5 separate regions of the Mus musculus genome follow, and regions 2, 3, 4 and 5 are each linked to region 1. Evidence: chromatin contacts called from public ChIA-PET, Hi-C, HiChIP or PLAC-seq and promoter capture Hi-C data. All regions are on one chromosome and are shown on one strand. The core of a region is the stretch at or near the end of the contact, and the rest is flanking DNA. Distances in the headings are between cores, read along the strand shown. Region 1 holds the start of Adsl (adenylosuccinate lyase). Region 2 holds the start of Mgat3 (mannoside acetylglucosaminyltransferase 3). Region 3 has its middle 6.0 kb from the start of Gm46521. Region 4 overlaps Cacna1i (calcium channel, voltage-dependent, alpha 1I subunit). Region 5 holds the start of Rbx1 (ring-box 1).

Evidence for each region. Promoter capture Hi-C pulls out the DNA fragments that hold promoters and counts their contacts. A called contact is a pair of places that touch in the nucleus more often than the background predicts. ChIA-PET counts read pairs in DNA pulled down with a chosen protein or histone mark. HiChIP or PLAC-seq counts read pairs in DNA pulled down with a chosen protein or histone mark.
Region 2: a promoter capture Hi-C map of liver shows a contact between it and region 1, with 4 times the contacts expected there. The contact joins the promoter of Mgat3 here to the promoter of Adsl in region 1. A contact is called at or near these places in 2 of 39 promoter capture datasets (embryonic stem cells and liver) and 2 of 115 datasets of contacts at active chromatin or transcription factors (embryonic forebrain and neural tube).
Region 3: a FOXA1 HiChIP or PLAC-seq map of pancreatic cancer cells shows a contact between it and region 1. The contact joins the enhancer-like site here to the promoter of Adsl in region 1. A contact is called at or near these places in 1 of 39 promoter capture datasets (embryonic stem cells), 1 of 484 Hi-C or Micro-C datasets (bone marrow-derived macrophages), 1 of 115 datasets of contacts at active chromatin or transcription factors (pancreatic cancer cells) and 1 of 9 other capture datasets (embryonic stem cells).
Region 4: a contact with region 1 is called in a Hi-C map of B cells, with 5 read pairs. The contact joins the enhancer-like site here to the promoter of Adsl in region 1. A contact is called at or near these places in 2 of 39 promoter capture datasets (the C10 cell line and pre-B cells), 1 of 484 Hi-C or Micro-C datasets (B cells), 1 of 115 datasets of contacts at active chromatin or transcription factors (large pre-B cells) and 2 of 9 other capture datasets (embryonic stem cells and macrophages).
Region 5: a contact with region 1 is called in an RNA polymerase II ChIA-PET map of memory CD8 T cells, with 6 read pairs. The contact joins the promoter of Rbx1 here to the promoter of Adsl in region 1.

What each region holds. Positions count from the first base shown.
Region 1 is chr15:80,946,537-80,951,257 of GRCm38.p6, forward strand. Adsl (adenylosuccinate lyase) reads left to right here and starts at 1,954. Exons shown (of 13, transcript NM_009634.6): 1 at 1,954-2,164. The coding sequence starts at 2,012.
Region 2 is chr15:80,171,527-80,176,247 of GRCm38.p6, forward strand. It overlaps Mgat3 (mannoside acetylglucosaminyltransferase 3), which reads left to right and starts at 2,195. Exons shown (of 2, transcript NM_010795.4): 1 at 2,195-2,312.
Region 3 is chr15:80,217,229-80,221,949 of GRCm38.p6, forward strand. No RefSeq gene overlaps it. Among named protein-coding and RNA genes, the nearest start is that of Gm46521, 6.0 kb to the right of the region's middle. Within about 2 kb of position 2,208, at least 161 of the 459 cell types and tissues checked have an H3K27ac peak or open chromatin away from gene starts, as enhancers often do. A contact at or near this core is called in bone marrow-derived macrophages, embryonic stem cells and pancreatic cancer cells, where this site is marked.
Region 4 is chr15:80,316,836-80,321,556 of GRCm38.p6, forward strand. It overlaps Cacna1i (calcium channel, voltage-dependent, alpha 1I subunit), which reads left to right. Exons shown (of 37, transcript NM_001044308.2): 3 at 3,524-3,635; 4 at 4,352-4,485. Among named protein-coding and RNA genes, the nearest start is that of Gm31319, 29 kb to the left of the region's middle. Within about 2 kb of position 2,651, at least 53 of the 459 cell types and tissues checked have an H3K27ac peak or open chromatin away from gene starts, as enhancers often do. A contact at or near this core is called in B cells, where this site is marked.
Region 5 is chr15:81,463,533-81,468,253 of GRCm38.p6, forward strand. It overlaps Rbx1 (ring-box 1), which reads left to right and starts at 2,784. Exons shown (of 5, transcript NM_019712.3): 1 at 2,784-2,918; 2 at 4,623-4,701. The coding sequence starts at 2,841.

The DNA of each region.
Region 1 (4,721 bases), core at 704-3,203:
GGCCAGCCAGGAAGAAACCCTGTCTCAAAAAAAAAAAAAAAAAAAAAAAAACAAGAGATGGGAGCAGACAGGAAAGAGGAGGAGGAGACAGAAGTTACAATGGGATACTAGGCAAGCAGAAGAGGATACTGGTTGGGCCCTTCGTCCCAGTCAGAGATCCAGCATTTTCTTCTCAAGACAGGGTTTCTCTGTGTAGCTTTGGCTGCCTGGAACTCGCTCTGTAGACCAGGCTGGCCTCGAACTCACAGAGATCAGATGACTGCCTTTGCTACCCGATTGCTGGGACTAAAGGCACGTGCTGCCACTACTTGGCTTTGCTTGTCTTCTTACCTCACTGTGCCCCTGGGGGCATCAGCCATAGTTTTCAGGCAAGAATTCTAACTGCCAAGAGATTAAATAACTTGCCAAAGGGACTGGACCGACATCCATGGAGTTGCTGGGAGTGGTTAGTGAGGAGACAAGCCAAAAAGCAGGGGCCTCCACAGTAACCAGAACTAAGGTAGCTGATGATATTTAGCAGAAGTCCATGCATTAAAAAACAAAAACCAAACAACAACCACCACAAAACCACCTGGGCTGGTGACCCATGCCTTTAATCTGAGCACTCAGGAGTCAAAGACAGACAGATCTCTACATAGTGAGTCCCAGGCCAGTTAAGGCTACAGTGTATCACTCTGTCTCGCAAAAATAAAGTCAGAAAAGGAAACAGGACCAAGTAGAAAGCTAACAGCTGAAGCTACGGTTTAATGAGGAAAAGTAACCAGAGGCCAAGTGAAGCAGAGTCGGGAGAGAGCACTACGGAGCCTGGAGCCTGGAGCCTGGAGCCTGGAGCCTGGAGCCTGGAGCCTGGAGCCTGGAGCCTGGAGCCTGGAGCCTGGAGCCTGGAGCCTGGAGCCTGGAGCCTGGGAAGGATTGGCTCTGCAAGGATCTCTGTGGAAGAGAACAGTGAGCTGCTACAGCATATCCAAGCAACTATACCCCCGAATCAGTCCAGAGTACAAAGTTCCAGGAACACGTTCTTTTCAGCATACATCGGCCCACAGCCTCCAATCCAATCGAGGACCTTGGGCGCAGGTGTCTGGTAGGTTTATCTGATGTACAAACTATTCTGGCAACAGCTAAGTCTTAAGCTCAGGAAGAGGAGACACTAAGGAGCGGTTGTGTGGGGAAGAGGGAGCAGTGTTCAGATCTAATGTACCATGCCTCGTGTGGGTCTCTTTATGTTGCTGGACGAGGCTTTTTGTTTTCTGTTTTGTGTTTGTTTGTTTGTTTGTTTGTTTGTAGACAGGTTTTCTCTGGCTGTTCTGGAACTCGCTCTGGAGACCTGGCTGACCTCAAATTATTATTATTATTTATTTTTTTATTTTTGTTTTTTTTGAGACAGGGTTTCTCTGTATAGCCCTGGCTGTCCTGGAACTCACTTTGTAGACCAGGCTGGCCTCGAACTCAGAAATCTGCCTGCCTCTGCCTCCCGAGTGCTGGGATTAAAGGCGTGCGCCACCACGCCCGGCTATTTTTTTTTAATGTATGCTATTTTCAGCTTTATTCTGATACAAAAACTTTGAATTTTTTGTTCTCGAGCCACCACGCGTGGAATAATTCTGACAGGCTGCTTTCCGGAGATCGGAACCAGCACCGCGGTTTAAGAGTTTCGGTCTCCAGCTGAGCCTGTCTCCAGCGGGACTGCAGTACTCCAAGTGTCCACTAGGGCGCCTTCCTGGCGTCCCTCCGAATGCCTCTGCAACTTTCCTTTCTGGGTTAAACGCGGGTCTTAATGTGCCTTCCTCAGATGGAAAAACTGAGGAGGCACAGCGTGGGGCAGAGATTCGTAGAAACCAAGAGAAAAGCGTTGACCCTCAGGGGCGACGAGCCAAACTTGAACCATCTTCGCCTTCCAGGCCGGCGTTACACACGGGGCGGGGCCTTGGGAGGAAGTCCCGCCCCACGCACGCCACCCTTCCGCTTTTGGCCCTGCTGCTGGTGTCCGCCGCGTCCTGGTCGCGTGTTGAAAATGGCTGCATCCGGCGACCCTGGCAGTGCTGAAAGTTACCGTTCTCCGCTGGCGGCCCGCTACGCCAGCCGCGAGATGTGTTTCTTGTTCAGCGACAGGTACAAGTTCCAGACGTGGCGGCAGCTGTGGCTGTGGCTGGCGGAGGCCGAACAGGTAACTGGCCGGGCCTCTTGTCCCGAGGGAGGTCACGGCCCGAGCACCTGTTGCCTCGGCAACAGTCCCAGAGCCCTGCACATCCTTTGGAGGACTTCGGTTTGGGCAAGGCTATGTGTGTTTGCGTCCTCCCACAGCGCATTTCAAGTGGAATGCTACTTATACCTTTGCAGGCTCAGGGGGAAAGGCGCTTCCCGCCAAGCTATCCGACATGAGTTTGAGCCGGGTTCAGCATGGTGAGAAAGGCGAAACCTGACTTCTATTAGTTGTCCTTCGACTTCTGTGCGCTCACACATGCACACACACACACACACACACACAGAAAACAAGTAGATTATTCTTTTAAAAAGTACGTTGCAAACTTGATGGTCATTTTTCGCATGAGCACGAGGAGGGCATAACCACCACGAAATGCACCCTTAGGATTGTTATGCCGGGCTGGTTGTTGTAGTTCATGGGCATCACAGCTAGGTCGGCCTGTTGGTTGCTTTCTGCCTTTGGGAAAGCTTATTTGGTGCCTTCAAAATTGTTTCTTGTGTTCTTGCCTTCTTGTCCTCTCGTCCCTCCTCCCTCCCTCCCTTCCTCCTCCCTCCTCCTTCTTTTTCTTCCTCCTCCTCCTCTTCTTCTTCCTCTCTCTCTCTCTCTCTCTCTCTCTCTCTCTGCCTTTCTCTGTCTCTACTACCGTTGCCAGTGTCTCCTTAGCTTGTAAGTGCCCTCAAGCTGAAACTGAAGTGTAAGGTTTATCTGGTCTACAAATTGCTTGACGCATACACAGCTGTGAATATGGATCATCTGTTAGAGCACCAACTTAGTAGCGAGAGGCAGATGTGATACTTAGCATGAAAGGATTATTTTTCTGTGTAGTTCTGTGGCTGCATGTGGATATGGGCTTGTGTGAGTGCAGGCGCCACTGGAGGTCAGATGATGCTGTGGAACTGGGGTTACAGGTGCTTTTGAGCAGCCACGTGAGTGCTGGGAACCAGAGTCAGGTCTCTGCAGGAGCAATGAGGACTCTTATTTGCTGAACCATCTCCCCAGCACATGTGTTAACACCCCCACCCCACCCCCAGCATTTGGGAAGCAGGGGCAGGTGAGTTTCTGTGAGTTTGAGGCCTACCTCCTACCTCATCTATATAGCGTGTTCCAGGCCAGCCAGAACAGCACACTGAGACCTTGGCTCAAACACACACACACACACACACATACACACACACACACACACACAAACCCCACGCATGACTGGTGAAGTTGGGGAAGTGATGAGGAGCTGAAGAGACACTTCAGTGGGTCAGAGCATTGGCTGCTCTTCCAGAGACCTCTTCCTTTCCCAGCAGCCATGGGGCCGCCGCACACAGCCATCTGCAACTTCAGTTCCAGGGGATCTGATGCCTTCTCTGGCACACATGATATTAAAAAAAAAGGAACGACAGATTAGGAGTAATACTTAAGATTCCGGTATGGGAAGTGTGTATTTGTATGGGTGTGTGCGTGGTGGGGGCTCACAGCTGGCTGACAGCTCTGTGGAAGAGGTTCTCTCCTTCCGCCTCTGCAGGAGTTCCGAGAGTGGAGCTCCGTTTTCCAGGCTTCCCTTGCAACTGCTTACAGCAGCTGAGCCAGCTCTCTGGCTGCTAAGTTTCCTTTTGAAGACAGTGTTCGATTTGAAGTCAGGATCTTTCTGCTTCTCCTTCCCAAGTGCTGGGGGTTGTGGCCTGTAGCACTAAGCCTAGCTTTAAGGGTCTGTTACTTTTGGTCACTGTAAGTACATCAGAGTGGGTGCAAAGCCAACATACTTTGTACACGTGCGTGCCATAGCTAAGGACTAAGTAATAAAGAGAACAGAGTTCTCTTCTCTTAACAGTGTCCCTTCCAGAGTTGAATGGGTTTATTAAATGTGGAACAATGTCATACAATGATGTATGTGCTAAACAAAACCAGGCTAGAGAAACAAGAGTTGGCATGGAAGGTTAGAGGAGGCCGTTTGTTTGTTGAGACAGGGTTTCTCTGTATACCCTGGCTGTCCTGGAACTCACTCTGTAGACCAGGCTGGCCTCGAACTCAGAAATCCACCTGCCTCTGCCTCCTGAGTGCTGGGATTAAAGGCGTGCACCACCATGCCTGGCTAGAGGAGGCCTTTCTTGATGACATTTGAGCTCAGAGAGGCAGGGATTAGCCAAATGGTGGTGGTACACACCTTTAGTCCCAACACTCAGAAGGCAGAGGCAGGCCAGTCTCTGAGTTCTAGGTCAGCCTGGTCTACATAGTGAGTTCCAGGACAGCCAGGGCTACATTGAGAAAAACAAAACAAAACCAAGAGTAGTGGAGAGGAGCAGGAGTCAGCAGTCACCATCAGGACTCTGGTGCTTCCTGTTTTGGAGTTTATTTAGAAGATTCCTCCCTGGGCTGGAGAGAGATGGCTTGGTGGTTCAGATGGCTCGGATCACTGGCTATTCTTTTATTTATTTATTTATTTATTTATTTATTGTATGTAAGTACACTAGCTGTCTTCAGACACACCAGAAGAGGGCATCAGATCTCATTACATATGGTTGTGAGCCAC
Region 2 (4,721 bases), core at 945-3,444, 770 kb before region 1:
GGGGGGCGGGGGGCGAGGACCACCTACCAAGCCCCTCCCTACACCCCCCCCCAACAGGAAGTGACTAAACGGGTAGCCAGATGCTGCTGATATCGGTAGGAAGGACGATCCTAGCACCCTACTCTACAATGAAGAAGCTCAAGGGTTCACGGTGGGACAGGACTAGAACCCAAGCTTTAGTAAGTCCATATTCCCTGCCTCAAGCTGCTTTGTCAAAGAGAAGGAACTGAAAGAGGTCAGAGGAAGGGGAAATAGAGGCTCTCTCTTTCTTTCCTGCCAGATCCAGGGGAGGTGAGCTCCTCCTCCCAACGGGTCTGGGCTGAGCCAGGGAGGGGCATTTGCTATCCTGGACCATACCCAGGACGGCCTAGGAAGTCACTTGCTATCTCTGAAGGGCTGGGGAAATCTGTACTCACCACACTGTCCCAAAAGACCAGGAAAGAAACCCCAAGACACGGAGGCGGACTTTGGTATGACCCTAACCGAGACAGCTCCTCCTCCTTCCCAGAGGCCTCCCAAGAAGCTTGGGAATTTGGAAAAGGAAGGAAAACAAAGATCCAAGGGTGAGTGGGGGGTCGGGGTGGGGAGAGAGAGCAAGCAGCAGGTCTCCAGAACCTTCCAGATGTGTCCAACTCTGTGCAGGGCAAGGCCAGGCCATCTCTTTTCCTCCACACAACTGCAGGGGGTGGTACTTCTCATTGCCTCCTAATGCAGAAGGCTCAGGGCAGGCAAATGGGAGTGTTTTGCATTATACTGAAATCAAAGGCCATGCAAGTTGTGTGTGGAATATAACCTATGGTAACTGGCTGGCATATGGGAGGGTCTGGGTTTCATTCCCAGCGCCACAATAAGTAAATACATTCAGACAAATTGATAACCTTGAGAGGGAGACAAGTTATAGAGGTGGTGTACTGGTTTTTAGGTCACAACAGAATGCCTCAAATCAAGAAAAAGTGTCAGGGCTGGAGAAATGGCTCAGTGGTTAAGAGCACCCTTCCAGAGAATCTGAGATCAAGTCCCAGCACCCATGTCAGGTGCTTCTGACTGCAATCCAGCAGGGCTCTGGGGATATTTAGATCATTTAGAGCCGGGTGTTGGTGGTGCACGCCTTTAATCCCAGCACTCAGGAGGCAGAGGCAGGCAGATCTCTGTGAGTTCAAGGCCAGCCTGGTCTACAGAGTTGAGTTCCAGGACAGCCAGGGCTACACAAGAGAATCCCTGTCTTGAAAAAACAAAATAAATAAATCTATCATAGGTGACCTGAGTGCTAGAGATGCCCATTATAAGCAGCATCCTGGGGGTGGGGGGTGGGGAAGAAGAATGGAGAAACCTCCAAGTCTGGGGTTGAATCCCAGATCCAGCACATTCTGTCACCCTCTGCGCCTCATGGGTGGCTTTGTGCATTGATGAAGAGGGTGGAGGCAGAAGGATGTACAGAGGCCAACACATCCGAGCAAGACACAAACTAGCACGGACACTGTGTCGACCCAGTACCCAGTGTTTTAGACGCTTTCCTGTACCAGGCCTCTGCATAGGGCTACAGTGATGTACACACCGGTCAGGACTTTGTCACACCACCACACAGGAGGCCTGTGCCCCCAGCCACAGTATGCCCACAATCACGCCACAGTACGGATCTATCTACACACCCCATGCACATAAGGGCCAATCTATCACACGCTGCAGAACACAGACACACAGATCCACTCACACGCAGAGCCCGACAAGCACTTTGGCCAGCTCCGCCTCACACAGCACACACACCCGCACAGGACGCCCGGGCAGTGGGCCGGCGCACGCACGGTCACAGGCAGGGCACGCGCACACTCGCGCGTCCGATTGCTGCGCACACACACACACACAGAAACACACACATACACACGAAAGAGGCGCGGGGCGGTGGCGGGAGCTCGCGGTCCAGGCGCCCCTGGCCCGGAGCGCGCAAAGCCCGGCTGGCGGGGGAGGGGACGCGGCCGCGCGGGGGCGGGGCGGGGGCCGGCGGGAGCGGGCACCTCCAGCGCAGCGCTCGGCCTCGCCGCCGCGCCCCCGCTACCGCCCCGGGGTGCAGTCAAGCGGCCGCGCCGGGCCCGCGGGACGGGGTGGAGGTGGGGTGGGGGGCGGGGATCGGGCCGGGCCCGGGCCGCGCTGCCTGCGATGCCGGGCGCCCGCCGCAGCCGCCGCCGCCGGAGCCCGGGATGGGGCGAGGAGAGGCTGCGGCGGACGCCAGCATCTCCCCGCCGGGGACCCCGGGGGCCCCGGAGCCGCCGCCGCCGCTGCTTCTACCGCCGCTGCTGAGACCCAGCGGACGATGGGTGAGTTGACCCTGGAGCCGGGGACCCGCGCCGCAGCCCTGCATCTTCCCCGCACCCCAGGCCTCGCCTCCGCGTCCTCCCCACTCCCGTCTCCCCCCGTGGTGGTCCCGCAGCCCCGGGGGCGGGGGCATGGGGCCGAGTAGGGGCGAGATGTGGGGGACTGCTTAACCGGCGCCCCCTGCCCCCACCCGCCTGCTCTCCGCAGCTCTCCGTGGCCGCGGGGCAGAGCCTGGCGCGGCGACCCCCTCCCTTGGCTGGACCGGGGTGGGGTGGGGGCGTCCCGAGGCGCGGAGCTCCAGCCATGCTTTGTGCGCTGCGCTCCCTTCCACCTCCGGCGCAGCTCGGGGCTGGGGGCGCGAGGCCTCAGCTCTTGCCTTCCCCACCCCCGATCCCGGGCTGCTGCGGCTGCTGGCCGAGGCCCAGGCGCGGTTGGGGTGCTGGGCGAGTGTGGGGGCTGTGGCTGGAGCTGTAACTACAGCTGCCTTAGTGGGGAGCAGGGAAAAGCTTAGCATGAGAGGCCCCCACCTTCTACTGGGGAGGGGTCTCCCTCTCTTTGCACTGCACTGCCCAGGGCGGAGGAGGGCTCCTGGCTGGGGGAGGGCGCTATAAATATCTACAAATAGTTCTAGAACCGGGCTGGGGTGGGGAGGGGAGCTTGCTTGGTTGTGCTAGTGGCGGGGGTGCCTGAGCTGGGGCGCAGCATCTCTGACTGCTGCGCCCCAGTCATCTCCGATGGCCTGAGGTCTGATGATGTTCCCTCGCCTGCGGAACTCAGAAGGGGGATGTAGGCAGGAACATTTTCCCTACTGGGATTTTTCTGTGGTCCTCCATCATCTCTGGGACACGGGTGCAGAAATGCCTTCATGGGGGATTGACCTGGAGGGACACAGTTATTAAAGGTCCAGGCAATGAGCCAACCGTGAGGATGACAGGGAGAGCAAGACAAGGCTCTCTCCTTCTGGGAGCTGGCAACTCCAGGATTATTAGTGCTGCCCAACGCTAAGGAGATAGGCAGGGTTTCTGGGAAAGTTAGAAAGAGGGGCTCTTTGCTCTAGGGAGGAAGAACCTACTGGAAGACGGAAAAGTTCCCAGGGCTGAAGAAATAGTAAGAGAAAGGACCGAGAGATGTGCTCTCTGGTGTGTTGAGAGATGGTGTGTAGCATGGTGGGACACTGAACCACGAGGAGAAATGAGCTGAAGAGTGGGTATCCATGTGTGGCCAGCTGTGGTTGTATAGTGATTAGTACTGTATGTTATGGTTGCAACAACCATGGTTCGAATCTGAGTCCCAACACCAGTGATAGGACAAATGCCGTGAGAGGTGAGGTGGGGGTACTTTTGGCAGGTGGTGCCAAGGTGTGCCTTGGAGTGTGGACATGAGGGATAGATAGATGGAGGCAGACACACAGGGAGACAGAGATAAGAGTTCTGACAGAGATGAGAGAGCTCTGGGGTGACTGGAGCCCTATTTTATGGGCAGCACCTAGCACACCTCGTGCACCGGCATAAGCTGCTGTTAGGTCCCCGAGGGTACGCCAGTGGGAACGCCTGATTACCTCTGAAGAGCGCTTCCGAACAGGATGGCCAGGTAGAGAAAATGTGGATGTCCACACCAGGAAGCTAGGACTGGCTCCAGGGGACTGCAGGGAGCTAGCTGTTCTTGGCAGGGATTGAGCAAATGGCCTCAGCGGCCTCTTTTGGAACTCTGTGTGTCTTGTCATTAGTGCTCATCAGTTACCCCATGCTGTGCTGTGAGGTATGGTTGTATGTGTGAGTGTCTGTGTGTGTGTGTATGTGAATGTCTATGTGTGTGTATATGTGTGTGTGTATATGTATGTGAGTGTGTAGGTGAGTGTCTGTGTGTATGTCTGCGTGTATATGAGCGTCTATGTGTGTCTGTGAGTATATGTGAGTGTGTGTATGTGTGTGTGAATGTCTATGTGAGTGTCTGTGAGTGTCTGTGTGCGAGTATATGTTTGTCTGTATGTGTGTGTATGTGAGGATCTGTAGCTGTCTCACTTCAGGAAGTTGGTGCCCTGAGCCTCAGTTTCCACCTCTGTGAAGTCGAGAGTCCTCCCCAGGATTTTGGCGAGGACTAGAAGTGAGGTGGCATATAAGGATGCCTGACACCTGCACCATGGTGGGAAATTGCTGGCTGCCGCATTGGTATTGTTACCTGTAAAATGAGGCCATCTGATGCCAGCTGGCTGTGAGGCCAGTTTCACGGGGGGGGGGGGGGGGGGATCGGGCTATGCTGAGGATCATGGGAGGACTGGTGTGAAAGGGAGGGTCAAGGACTTCCCTCTGGGATTCTAGGAGGAGGTGAGGAGTGAGGAGTGGCCGGCAGGAGGGTGGGTGCTCTACAGAGAAGAGTGCCCTGGTCCCTCTGGGTACCCACCACCATGCAGC
Region 3 (4,721 bases), core at 958-3,457, 730 kb before region 1:
ACTTGCTGGTCTTGATCACAGGCCAGAGTTTGGTCCCTAGCACCCACATCAGGCAACTTACAAACACTTGTAACTCTAGCTCCATGGGACCTGATAGCCCCTTCTGCACCCATATATATATGGTATATATATATATAGACACACACACACACATATATATATGTATGTATATATATATATATGTAAAAATAAGGTTTCTTTGAGACAGGATCTTACTTGGTGGTCCTGGCTGTCCTAGAACTCTCTTTGAAAAGCTTTGAGGTGCTTTAATGAGACTGAGTTCCATCAGACTTGTAAGCAACTGATACATTTGTTTTTAATGACAAGAAAACCAACCCAAACTACCAAGGCAGAGAAGGAACTTGCTGGCTTGCTGACAGTCAAGCGTCAGGTGGTGTTGGTGACCTCGCAGCTTGACGTACCGGCCATTTGTCAGTGCAATGCCATCCGGCTCCATAGCTCACTGGCCTCGACTTTGCGAGCTGTCCCTGTACCGTTAGTCTTCGAGCTTCTGAGATGGTTGCAACAGCTCCCAGCTTCACTTTCTCTTTTCTTCAGACAGAAGGAACAGGTTCTTTTCCCTAACAGCCCTGCGCCTGGAGACTTGGAAGATGGCTTGGTTGGTAAAGTACCTGGAGTCCAGGGATCAGGGCCACAGAAACAAACAAGCTAGGCTCAGTGGCACATATCTAGCATCCCTAGGACTGGGAAGGCAGACGGGTTCCTGGAGTTTGCTGGCCAGGCAGTCGAGCTAATGGGTGAACTCCAGCTTCAGTGAGACACCCTGTCTCAAATATGAATAAATAAATAAGGTGGAGGGCTGGAGAGATGGCTCAGTAGTTAAGAGCACTGACTGCTCTTCCAGAGGTCCTGAGTTCAATTCCCAGCAACCACGTGGCTAACAACCGTCTGTAATGGGATCTGATGCCTTTTCTGGTGTGTCTGAAGACAGCGACAGTGTACTCATATACATAAAAAAAATTAAAAACAAGGTAGAGAAGTGACTAAAGATGACACTGGACATGGACCTTAGCCTCTACATGCACATGTGAACCAGTGCACATCTGCTTGTGTGCACATCTGTGCAGGCACACAGTCTTGTGCTTGAGCTGGGCACGGTGGTGTGCTTCCATAATCTCAGCATTTGAGAGATAGAGGTAGGAACACTGTTATAAGTTTGAGGCCATCCTGGTCTACATACAGAGTTCCAGGTTAGCCAAGATTTTGTTACTTACTAGATCTTTCTCAAAGTAAAGCTAGTGGGCCTGGAGAGACTGCTCAGAGCTTAACAAGGGTTGCTTTCTAAGGGGACATGAGTTTGATATCCAGCACCCACAAGTTACCACAGCCATGTGTAACTCCAGTTTCAGGGGACCTAGAGCTCTCTTCTGGTCTCTGTGGGCACCAGTACAAGTTTGCAGTGTCCTTACTTAGACACAGACAAAATACTCATAAGATTAAGAAAGACAAATCTTGGCTAGGTGATGGTGATGTGTGCCTTTAATCCCAGCTCTCAGGAGTCAGAGGCAGGAGCATCTCTTGGGACCTGAGTTTGAAGCCAACCTGGTCTACAGAGAGTTCCAGGATAGCAAGTACTACAGGAGAAACCCTGTTTTGAAAAATCAATACAAATGAAAATCTTTAAAAATTTTCTGAGCCAGGCATGGTGATGCACACCTTTAATCCCAGCACCTGAGAGGCAGAGGCAGGTGGATTTCTGAGTTTGAGGCCAGCCTGCTTGTCAGAGTTTCAGGACAGCTAGGACTACACGGAGAAACCTTGTCTTGAAAAACCAAAACCCCCAAACAAAATAAACTCTTGGGCTTGGATCTTGTTGGCTTCCGTTAGGTCTGTTGACCATCCTGAGCAGATCTGGATGACTTGGGTGGAATCTCAGATCAGTTTAGACGCTTAGGAAAGTCAGAGTTGAGCCTTTACTAGTCAAGGAAGAGAACAGATAGTTTTCTGAAAGAAATGAGGACAAGATGTCACCCTTGGCACCTCAGCTGTCTATGTCCGGTCTCCTCAGCACCTAGCAGCCCTCCCTTGCTCACGTCCGGCTCCTGGATGCTCATCTGTCAGATGGGGTGTGTGTATTACAGGTCTCCAGCTGCGGTGGGCAGTTGTGTGTGCGCGCGCGCATGCGCCTGGCAGCAGAGTCTGAGCTTGGTGGAGGTTTAAAAATCCCCTGTGCCCCTCCCCCTCCTTCGATGTGGTATACGTGACACACGGGTCATGCATTTCCTCCCTGGGCTTCTTCCCTTCGCCCCTGTGACTCATCTGTTTTTCTTTGCCTCTTCCCGCTTCTTCATTGTCCTGCTGACCTTCTTATCTTCCTAGAAATCTGTCTGCTCTGCCTGTGGATCTCAATCCCCAACAAAGTAGGGCTGGTTGCACCTCTCCAGGGAGCCCTCCCTACTCAGCGCCCAGCTCCCTGGTCAGCTGCCTGTTGCAAGGGTCCCAAGGCATCGAGGTCTCCTGAGACTCGGCAGGGCCAGTGTGGAACTCAGCTTCCATCTGAGATTACTTCCCTGTCCTCTCCATCCTGGTCTTGACCACTCATTTATCCAGTGCCATCAGCTGGATATGGGGAGGTATCCTGAGGTACACACACACACAAACAGTAGCTACTCTTTTGGAATGTTTTGGAATGGCTTTTATGTGCCTGGGACAGATATGACTCAACAACCCAGGAGTATGAGGCCAGCTTGGACTGCATGTGACCCAGTCTAAAACAAAAACAAAACAAAACCCCAAAAATAACCAAACAAAAAACCTACAAAGAAAAAAGAAACACTCAGATACGGTATTACACACCTTTAATCCCAGCACTCAGGAGGCAGAGAGAAAAGCAGTCAGATCTCTGTGAATTCAAGGCCAGTTTAGCCTACACATTGAGTTCCGAGACAACCAGGGGTAAATACTAAGACAACACCAATACCAACAGTACACCTCCCTATCCCCACCCCCACACTCACACACACACACACACACACACACACACACACACATTCACACACACTCACATCTACACCACCATGCTTGGCACACATTATTTAATTTTTGAAACTTTTTGTCTGTCTATTGAGACAGGTTTCTCTTTAGACCAGGCTGGCCTCAAACTTACAGATCTACCTGCCTTTGCCTCCTGAGTCCTGAGATCACTAAAGATGTGCACCACTCCAGCCCAGTAGCCAAAAATCACATTTAAATCAAATTTACATAAGTTATGCAGAGTTCCCTCTTTTAACTGGGGAAAGCAGAAGAAGTGGGGCAGGGCTCAAAGCTCACTGGTGGGGGTGGGGAGAGGACCCAGTAGAGAAAGTACTTGTTGTACAAGCACGAAGACCAGAGTTCAAATCCCCAGTATTCATGTAAATGCCAGGCAGGTGTGGTGGTCAACCTGTAAGCCTCAGGAAGTGGAGACAGGAATTCCCCGAAGCAAGTGAGCTAGACTAGGTAAATCAGAAAGCTCTGGGGTCCGGTGGGAAACCTGCCTCAAGAAATATGGTTTGAAAGACCCTGCATCAACCTTTAATCTCTCTCTCTGTCTCTCTCTTTTTTTTTTTTTTTTTTTTTGAGACAGGGTTTCTTTGTGTAGCCCTGGCTGTCCTGAAACTCACTTTGTAGACCAGGCTGGCCTTGAACTCAGAAATCCACCTATCCTCTGCTGGGATTAAAGGCTTGTGCCACCACTCCCCAGCTAACCTCTAATCTGCATATGCACACACACCATATGCATACATATGAAAAAAACAAAAAACAAAAAAACCCTGCCAGTCTGCCCAGGTGACACCCCTTATCACCGGTACCCCTGGGGCTTTCTGTTCTTTTGAAACAAGTTTTTCTGTTGAATTTTCTCCTGGGCACCACCCAGGGCATTTCAAGTCATCTAAGGAGGCCATTCCATGGTAAGTTCCCGAGTGCCATCTTCATGGCCCAGAACTTTTGTGTCTTCATTTTACGCGTAATTCTGGCTCTCTAAGGCGCCACACAGTGGCAGGTTCTTCAGACTTCGCAAGGTTAATTGTCTCTGCTATGCCTTCCTGAACCACAGGCTAGGCTGAGGCTCTGGGCTTCCACGACGTCTCCAGTACTATATCTACATTGGCCTTTCTACTTGGCCTCTTTTCTGTGCCTGTCTCCTACACTTGAGGACAAACAGCTCCTGGTATACTTCAATAGCTGTCTGAGGAATGAATCCCCAAGCAAAGGAGGAGGGACTGTCTCCAGCCCAGTCCCGGGACAAATCCCCTAATACTCTTGTTTCCAGAATGTTCTAACCAGCCTTGAGGCTGAGGTTCTGTTACACAAAACCTACTTGGCACATCGATTAAGAACGCTGACTGCTCTTTCAAAGGTAATAAGTTCAACTCCCAGCAACCACATGGAGGCTCACAACCACCTGTAATGGGATCCAGTGCCCTCTTCTGGTGTGTCTGAAGACAGCTAGCTATGGTGTACTCGTATACATAAATTTTTTTTTTTTTTTTTTTTTTTGGTTTTTCGAGACAGGGTTTCTCTGTGTAGCCCTGGCTGTCCTGGAACTCACTTTGTAGACCAGGCTGGCCTCGAACTCAGAAATCCGCCTGCCTCTGCCTTCCAAGTGCTGGGATTAAAGGCGTGCGCCACCACGCCCGGCTTTTTTTTTTTTTTTTTTTTTAAGCCTACTTGCCAATGAGGTTAATAGGTCTTCAATAGGTCACATCTCTCTCCTGGAA
Region 4 (4,721 bases), core at 1,401-3,900, 630 kb before region 1:
CCACCGGTTTTATTACCAGACTTCCTCATCTACCTTCTTGGGGTCTCCATCTTCCCTTCCATTTTTCCAGAATTCAGCCCAGCCTGTTTGAACTCTAAGCTCCTTGGTGCATATGAGGTGGGAAATCGGGTATTGGACACGGCCACCAAGCTGCCCAAGGCTCTGACTGCTCTGTCAGCTCCTACCCTCGCTGCATGCATGGCCTGGTTTATCTCCCAGGATGCCTGAGGCCTTTCATCCCTGAGCCAGCGGGAATGTGTCAGGAGCCATGGGCAGCAGTGCCATGCTGGCCTGACTTCTGAGTCTTGGAGCTCTTGGATGGGACCCAGGTCCTGCCATCTGGGATTTCCCCTTGTGCCTGAGGCCAGCAAGAGCTGAGGGGCCCAGGGGCTGGACCTGCTCTGCCTTCAGGGCCTCTGTGCCATGTTCAGGGTGGCTGAGCTACAGAGAAAGCAGTTGGCACTTTGGAGTTGCTCAGTCTGAGAGGTAGTGTGACTTTGTAGAAGTCATAGTGGCTCTCCAGACCCACTTCTTTGTCTCTCTCTCTTTGATGGATGGTGGCGACAGTTAAGGTCATGTCCCTAGGGTGCCTGGCATGAAGCAGTTATAGTGGCAGCCAAGTTCATCATTGTGGTATGTGCTAGACCGGGTGGGTGGAAGGCTGGGCATCAGCCTGAGAGGGGAGGAAGGTGGAAGCTTTTGACTGGGTGGCATGCAAGTGAGATTGTGAGGGGTAGGCAGGGTTTGCCTCAGAGGGAAGGTAAAGCCATGAAGTGGGTATGCTTACACATAGCGAGAAGCTTAGTGTGTGCCAGGGCAAGCAGGAGATTCAGGCAGTGAACTCACTGAGATCACTGTCGCCTTGGGTGACAGGCTGAGGGGGATGGGGAACCATGGATTGAAGGCTCATAGTGTAGCTGAGGATGTCTTCGTATGTCTCTCACTCTTAGTTTTTTTTTTTTTTTTTTGACACAGGATTTCTTTGTGTAGTCCTGGCTGCCCCTGTAGACCAGGCTGGCCTTGAACTCAGATCCTTCTGCCTCTGCTGGGATTCAAGGGTTAAAACCACTGCCCTGGGACTTTCAACTCTTGATCCTCCTGCCTCTGCCTCCCAAGTGCTGCTGGGCAGGACTGTAAGAATTGGCTGCCCTGCCACCACGCTTGGCTTTATGTGGTACTCGGTTCTGGGATTGTGGCCAACTGAGCCGCACCCCTGACTCCACCCCACTTCTGCTTGTTTTGGTTTGAGTTGTGCTGACAAGGTATTACTGGGTAGCTCTGGTCGGCCTCAAACTTCCTGCCTCAGCCTCCCCAGTGCTGGGATTGCAGGTGTGTACTGTCACAGGTGTGTAAATATGTTTCCCCTTTGGATCGAATTTAGTTTTATCAAGGAGTCTGAGGACTCAGTGCTGACATCACACAGGGCCCACTGGAGAGTCAGGAGCCAGAGCTGCAGCCCCAGGGAGGCAGGGGCAGTATTGCAGACACAGGACCAAGGGCCGGGAGGGGACACTGGCCGAGGAACCCAGCAGGTCTGATGTAGACAAAACCCAGCCACGTGATCTAAAGAGGGGTCTTGACTTTCCCCACCTGTGAATGGGCCCATCAGGTGCACTTGGGCCTGGGTCTCCAGGAAGGACAGAGGCAGCAGAAACTGGGCTATGAGAGGGAGGTAATGAATGGGGGAAGGGGGGGAGGGAATCAAGGGGAACGGGGATGCTCGCTGGTAATTAGAACGTTTGAACTTCAAAAAAGTTAATTAATGACACAGCTACTGCTGGAGCAAGGCTAGGGCTCAAAGGGGGCCTGGCAGCGACTGAAATTAATTACAGGCTATGGCGGGAGAGTGGCAGCCAGGCCAGGGACAGGAAGGAGCAGGGCAGGGACAGAGGCCATGGAAGTCAGCTTTCAAGGTGAGCAGGGTCTGGAGAGCAGAGGGGGCTGTTGCCATGGAAACTAGGTCAGTTCTCTTAGCAGGCAGGAGGGGCCCAGTCCACTGTGGTTGGCATCTGGCTGTGGTGGGCTGGTGTGGCTTCACCGAGCTGGGGTTGAACTGGTGTGGCTGGGGGGTGGGGTGGGGGGAGCTTGAGATAAACTCATGTATTCACTCGGCAAGTCTTGGTTGAGCATCTCCATGCTGTTCTGGTTGGAGTTGAGTGCTTGTAGATCCCAGGGACCCAGACTCTGCTCAAAAGTGGGCAGAGAGGATGAGCGTTAGATGGGAGAGAGTCAGGCTGGAGGGCTGCTGGGGGAGGAGCTTGTGGGGCTGAATGGCCTGAGACCAGACAGGAAAAGCAGGCCACCACGGGCTGGGAGGGAGGCAGTCGGGGGAAGGAGAAGAGGGTAGGTCGTGCTGGCCAGCTTTGTGGAGGGCTTCTGATTTTAAGCCAGGAGAAGCTGGGAGCCACAGCAGGCACTCTGAGAAGAGGGGTCGGGACAGCCTCTGTGGACCTGTGAGGTGCCCCTTAGCTCCAGTGAGGAGCTGCTGTGAACTTGCTTGAGACCCCAGAGCCACTCACCGCAGGGAATTGAGTTCACAGGCAGGCCCTGGTCTCTGGCACTGCTGGCTGCTCTGACAGCACATAGCAGCTCTGTACCCAGATGCTAAATGCTGGAGTCAGGGACAGGAATGTGGGTACAGCTGGTGGCAGGGGTTGTCAGTCTGCTTCCTGGTAGATGAGAAACTACTAGAAGAGAGTGAGTCATCAGACAGGCTCCTTCATCTGGCAGTTCACCCCTGAGTCTGACCTCAGTCATTTATGCTGTTGTGTGGTTTCACTTTTTTTTTTTTCTTCACCATGATGCACTTTTTGGGGGGGGGGCACAGATCTCCTTAGCCCCGAGGACTTGTGTATAAGAGGAGAGGCCATTTGGGGGATATGAGCAGGCAGTTCTCTTCTCTCTGGGCTGTAGGATCCCCTTATCCTGCTGGTGGCCTGTGGCTGACCTGAAGGGCTGATCTCTAGATGCCCTGGCTCCAGGCTGCAGGATTCTGCTGGGGCAGAACCCGGGAAGCCAGGTCTCTGGGTTGGGCTGATTTGGGAGCAGCGGTCAGAGGGTGACTGTGAGCTTCAGCCCCACAGAGATAGGCAGATCAGGAGAACATGTCCAGGGATGCCTCAGAAGTGCAGACCCATTCCTTGGATGGGAAGCATGAAGCCACCGCAGAGGGATGGGAGAGGGAGAAGAGAAGGCCGGCATCAGAGCTGTTGAGTCTGGGGACCCTTTCTGGGGGCCACTCCTTCCTGGGTGGGACCTGGAGGCATCCTGCAGTGGATGCTTCAGTGGTTTGATTTGGTTTCGGTTCCCTGCAGGGTGTGGCATGGGTTGCACCTGTGTGGCGGGCCAGCTGCACTGTCTCTGAAAGCTTGGACCTGGGTCACTGAGAGGTCCACAGGGGTGGGGGTGGAGTTGGGGGTGGGGGGCAGAAACGGTCTGCATGTCTGTTCCTGGGGTGTCACATTCAGGAGTGTGGCGCCCCAGGCCGCGCTTCCACCACCAGTTCTTCCTTGACTTGGTGTACGTGGTTCGAGTGTGTGAGCATGCTGGTCATCCTGCTGAACTGTGTGACCCTGGGCATGTACCAGCCATGTGACGATATGGAGTGCCTCTCAGACCGCTGCAAGATCCTGCAGGTGAGCCTCTCAGTCGTCCCCTCCCTCCCAGCCGGGTGTCCTCTTCCAAGCTCAGGGCTCTACTGTAGCTCAGCCCCTCAGCTCTTCTGAAGAATTGCCCCTCCTGTCATCTTTGTTTTCCCAGCTGAGGCTCCTCACCCCATCCCATTCACACAGCGAAGGCAGTGGCTACATTTCTCTGCCCGCAGCCAGCCTCTGCTCCCTGATACCTCCTCCCTTGTGGACTCGTGGGCCCTGATGTGGCATCTGCGTGGTTGTAGGCACGGTGTGAGGTACCACAGAGTAGGGCTCTGGGGACGTATCCATTTTACAGAAGTAGAATATTTGATGCCTGTCCCTGGGAGCCGGACCTGAGTTTCATTTTAATCCTGGCACAGAGTTGCTGTGTGACCCAGGGCAAGTGACTTGGCTTCTCTGGTCTTGTTTTCTTAGCTGTAAAGTGGGCTACCCCATGTGTGCCATTATGAGAGAGATCATGAGGGAGCCTGGTGCTCAGCCCCAGGGTCCTCATCGTTGCCAGAGCTAAAGCCATGAGCAGAATGGGCTGTGGAACCCTGGGCAACGTCACCCCTTCCCTGGGCCCTGGTCTTTTCTCTGAGTGGGCAAGGGACTCTGAGGTTCTCTTCCTGTCCCATGTTTGACCTCACCGTGGCTCTGACTTCCACTCTTGCTCCAGAGTTCACCCTGTCCTGTCCTGTCTTCCTCCTGCTTGACAGGTCTTTGATGACTTCATCTTCATCTTCTTCGCCATGGAGATGGTGCTTAAGATGGTGGCCCTGGGCATTTTTGGCAAGAAGTGCTACCTCGGGGACACATGGAACCGCTTGGACTTCTTCATTGTCATGGCAGGGTAGGGAACAACCTGGTTTTTGTTGCATGCCAGCTTCCGTATAGCTAACCAAGGGGATTCTGGGAGATGGTGGTGATGCTGTGTGAGAATGGAGGGCCTCTGGCCAGGGGTCAGAGAGACAACGCTCCCTGTAGATGGCCCTAGAAGACAGCTGTCCCTTCCGGTGGCCGCTGTAAGCATCTGTTGTGCGGTGGGCAGCTTAGACTGAGTGTTTTATGCTGATTAATTGCACGCCT
Region 5 (4,721 bases), core at 1,534-4,033, 520 kb after region 1:
TGCCTCTGGCCTAGTTAATATATAGAAGAGGACAAAACTCTGGGCAAGGACCTGAAAGTAATAATCCAATAATCCAATAAACCTAAAAGTAAAAATAATAATCAACAGGCTGGCTCCTGACAAGGACCTTTGTGGTTCAGACGACAGAGATTGAAAAGGATGAGATTTAAAGATCCTTTTGGTTTGGGTAAGTTTTTGGAAGAGGTCAAATGGGATGACAGTGCGGCACTCAGTCCCTAGCACTGCAGACCTAGAGGCACCCGCCTGTGGTTGTAGCGCAGGGAAGGTGGAAGATGGACTAGAAGTCCAAGGTCCATGTTAGCTCCATAAGAAGAGTTCCAGTTTGGCCTTCAATACCTGAGACTCAGAAACAACTAATAAAAGTCAGAGAGCCTGGTAGCTCTGAAAGACCTCAGGCTGCTCGTCACACCAGCACTGAATCATCAGACCTTGCAGACACCTTTTGTAAAAAATCTCCTGTAGTATAAAAGGTAAACAATCCGGTTGCCAGGGTTTCAAGGCAGCCTAGTTTTGTTAAAAGCTGTATTGTAGGAAAGCCTACCATGCTTGGACCATTCTGAGTGCCCCTGAGCCCCATCCCTGGAAGAGGAGAAGGAGGCCAGAAGAGGGCACTGGGTTCCCTTAAACGGAATTCCGGATAGTTGTAAGCCATCACATGGGTGCTGAGAACCAAACCTGGGTTATCTGCAAAAGCAGCGAGTGAATGCTCTTAACCACTGAGCCATCTGTCCAGCCTCACCTGGTTTCATGTTTTACACCTGTTTGTTGCAGTGCTGGAGATGCAATGCAGAGCCTTGTGTACACTACAACTGAGTTATATCGCTAGAGTTTTGATAGTGTATTTTTAATGTGTGTTTGCTGTATTTAGATCTACAAATACAATCGTGTTAAGGTTGCTTATGGTATTCAGCACAGTAACAACGTGTGCAGGTTTGGAAACTAGGAGAAGTAAGTTCATAATATAGCCTAGGTGTGTAACAGGCTACCTCATCTAGGTTTGCGTAAGTACTTTATAGAATGTTCACACAATAACAAAATTGCCCAATGCCTTTATTCAAATGTACATGTATTACTGCCTCCTCCCCTCAATCTCACCATCTTGTTTTCTGTAGCATGTATTGCCACCTGAGACACCTTGATATAGTTGTTGATCTGTGTTTATTTCCTTACTGAGTTGACTTCACTGTGGCTTTCCTGTTTAAAGCAGAACCCAGTGTAGCTGAGCATGGTGGTTCTCCTCCCTCTATCCCTAGCACTTGGGAGGTAGAGGCAACAGAATTGCTCAGATTTCAAGGCCAGCCTGGGCTACAGAGTGAGGCCCTATCTCAATAATAATAATAATAATAATAATAATAATAAACCAAAAATTAAAAGACGAAGTAACATACTCAGGATAGTTGTTGACGAATGGATAAATATGTCCTCAGTATCTTAATTAACTATGGGTTTCTAGCATCCCTTAGGGGGTCTGTAGACACATAGACCAATGACAGATTTAGTGTGGGAGGTAGAACTTGGGCAGACACACACACACCTTGCAGGGCTCTCACAAGTCTCTGTGCAAGTTAAAACTGTGGTGGTATTCAGGATGTATTGCCCTGCTTAGCAAGTGCATCAATGACACACCGCATTACACACCAGCAAGTATTTCTTTTAACAGAACATTTCAGGACAGGCAGTGGTGGCGCATGCCTTTAATCCCAGCACTTGGGAAGCAGAAGCAGGCAGATTTCTGAGTTCGAAGCCGGCCTAGGTCCAGTCCTGAGTTCCAGGACAGCCAGGGCTACACAGAGAAAAACCCTTTCTGGGGGGGGGGAGGGGCACATTTCCGGTAAAACCCTTTTTGTTGTACTGTTGAGGGAACTAGAACACACAGGAAATTCAAGGGTGATGTATTCTAGTCATAACTCCGCAAATTTAGGAGACAAAACAGCGGAGGGCTGGACTAATCATGGAAGCTTACAAAACGTATGTGTTCTGTAGCTCGATGGTAATGACCGGTAAGAAAATCAGAATGCCTCACCAGAACTCAAGTTCAGCCACTACAAATGTACTAATTTAATCGTAGCACAGTAGCAAAACTCGATAGGAAATGAGGAGAAAGGAGGACCATTTAGAACTGGCTGGTTATGGGATTTACTATGGCATCCCCATCACCTTTCCTGTGAGAAGATAAAGGCAAAGTTGCAGAATGCCTGCTCTGTTTGCTCCTGGGCCTCTTCTCTCCCTATCAAATAATTTCCCAATCTGAAATTGATAACGCAGACGGTGACCAGGCCTTGGTAAGCCGGGCCACAGGCCTCCAGAGAGACACCGCCTGGCTCCGAAGCCGACCACGGTCAGCAGAAGGCCGGTTTGGAGTTTCGGGTTTCCAAAGACCAGCCCATGCCCTTTGCAACCACGGACTCGGGGGCAGCTCTGTGGATCTGGACCAGGGCTTAAGTCCTGGGGCAGAAGAAGGAAGCAGCCGCCGCCCCAAATGAAGGAGTCAGACCACAGGGCTTCCCAGAATGCGAGAAGCATCGAGACCTCACGGACGTTCCCACCGGTTGGCTCCCTTCTCTCGGCCCCGCCCGGCCCCGCCCGGCCCCGCCTCAATCACTCCAGCCTCCTCCCCAGCTGAGAGAGATGGGGAGGAGGGGGGCGGGAAACCTCCGCCTGCGCCTTTAAGGGGCGTGACCGCAGGCTCCGCCCCTTCTCCACGCTCGCGCCAATGAGGGGAGGGGTGCGGGAGGAGGCGCCTGGTGTGCGGGGCAGGCGGCGGAAAGTGAGCCGGTGCGCAGGCGCAGTGGTCACACGACAGACTGTGTGTTTCCAAAATGGCGGCGGCGATGGATGTGGATACCCCCAGCGGCACCAACAGCGGCGCGGGCAAGAAGCGCTTTGAAGTTAAAAAGGTTGGGCTCGCCAGCGCCTTCCTCAAGGAAGCTAGGGAGGCGCGGATATGGCTGGCAGGCCCGAGGAAGAGCTAGGCGCGGGGGAAAGGGCTTCATTTCAGGGCGTTCCTGGGACCGGGCACCAAGAACGGAAGCCGGGGGGCGGGCCTAGGGTTGATCGGCATGCTGGTGGCCCAGTGTCTGGGGCCCTATTAGTCTTGCTGGGGAAGCTGTGGGGCCAATCGCAGAGCTGCTTACTGAAATACGCGAGGTTGACTTCGATGCGGGAGCCAAGCGCTTGAGCTGTCACTGAAGTGACTGAGAGGTGGGGGAAGGACAGGGTGGGGTGGGTGGGATGCAGACTCGTGAAGAGACTGCGGCGGGTGGAGGATGGGGCCGTGCGGAGAACCCCGGGAACGTGAGATGACAGCGCAGAGGGGCTCTGCCGGTGTTCTTGCTCCGCCCCTTCCTGGATCCTAGAATCTATTGACTCCGAGGGACCTGGCGTGGGCCCTCGATTGTATGGCGGCCTCCATTGGCCTCTAAACCCACAGTCAAGTGTAAAGCTTGGTTCTAACGAGATGGCTACTAGTTGTCACATAGCATCTGCCACTCCAGTGGTTCTCTGATGTCCCTGTACACTTCTAACACAAAATGATAATTTAAAAGCCTGGTGGGCTTTGTTTTAAAAGCAAGCCCAGAACTTGTGCCATTTAAGAAGGTGGAGTACTAATTGCTAATGACCTGAGAACAGAAAAACAAAAATATGAAACGTCCTTTTGTATGCCGTTCCCCTTCATAGTTTGCTAGTCCTTTAAAAGTGTTGATTCCTACCTAAGATTACACAGATCTGTTAAAAATGAAGATCTTGAAGAGGGCAAGGTGTTTTCTTTTTATGGATTATTTTTGGAACGTGTCGCTGAGAATATCCCTCACCCCACCCCCTTTTTGTGTCATCTCATTGTGGCCACTGCTGCTCAGTTACAGCCTGCAGCCATTATGAAAAATAAAAATGTAATGTAGAATTTACTAAACTCTTATGCTTGAATTTGGAAAGTCAAACCAAAGTAGTCCTTGAAAAGGGTGCCTTGTCTAACATAAGAAGTCTTAGGTCGACTTACTGGAGCTAACAAAGTAATTGTTTGGATATATGAACGTTGAGAACATCAGTTTACTTGGTAAGAGGAAAAGAAAATCGCAGTGGATTCTACTTTGCTTGCAGTGCTCTTTTAAGGTTTAAGTGATGACCTCGTTCTGTGTACTGAAACTGGGTAGGTAACTTGCTATCCAGCTTATCCTGTGATTATCCACTTAGTGGTCCATTTATTATCTTAGTTCAGTCTGTTCACTTCCTTGCCTCTGAGTCCAAAACTTTGTGGAGAGCCCGTGCTTATGCAGATTTTGAGTTCTTCCACAGCTGTCAGGGAAAGCTGTACAGAAAATAGTACTAATATTCTCACGTTGGTTTGGCTAGCTAAATTATTTTACATTATATATAAAAAATTGAAGATACCCATGTTCATATACTTCATCTTTCAAGGAATGGGGAAGTGTACAGGTGGTCTGCTGTTGTCCTCTGATATAGTCCAAATAGTATAATCCAAAAACATCCTTTCTTTGGTAGGCCCTGTGGCTGGGGCGTTGGTAACTGAAGCTGCAAGCTGAAGTCCTAATGAGCTGTTAGATTACAAGGAAAATGCATTGTTTCCCCTCTTCTCCTTGCAGTGGAATGCAGTGGCCCTCTGGGCCTGGGACATTGTGGTTGATAACTGTGCCATCTGCAGGAACCACATTATGGATCTTTGTAAGTAACTCGGGGCAGAT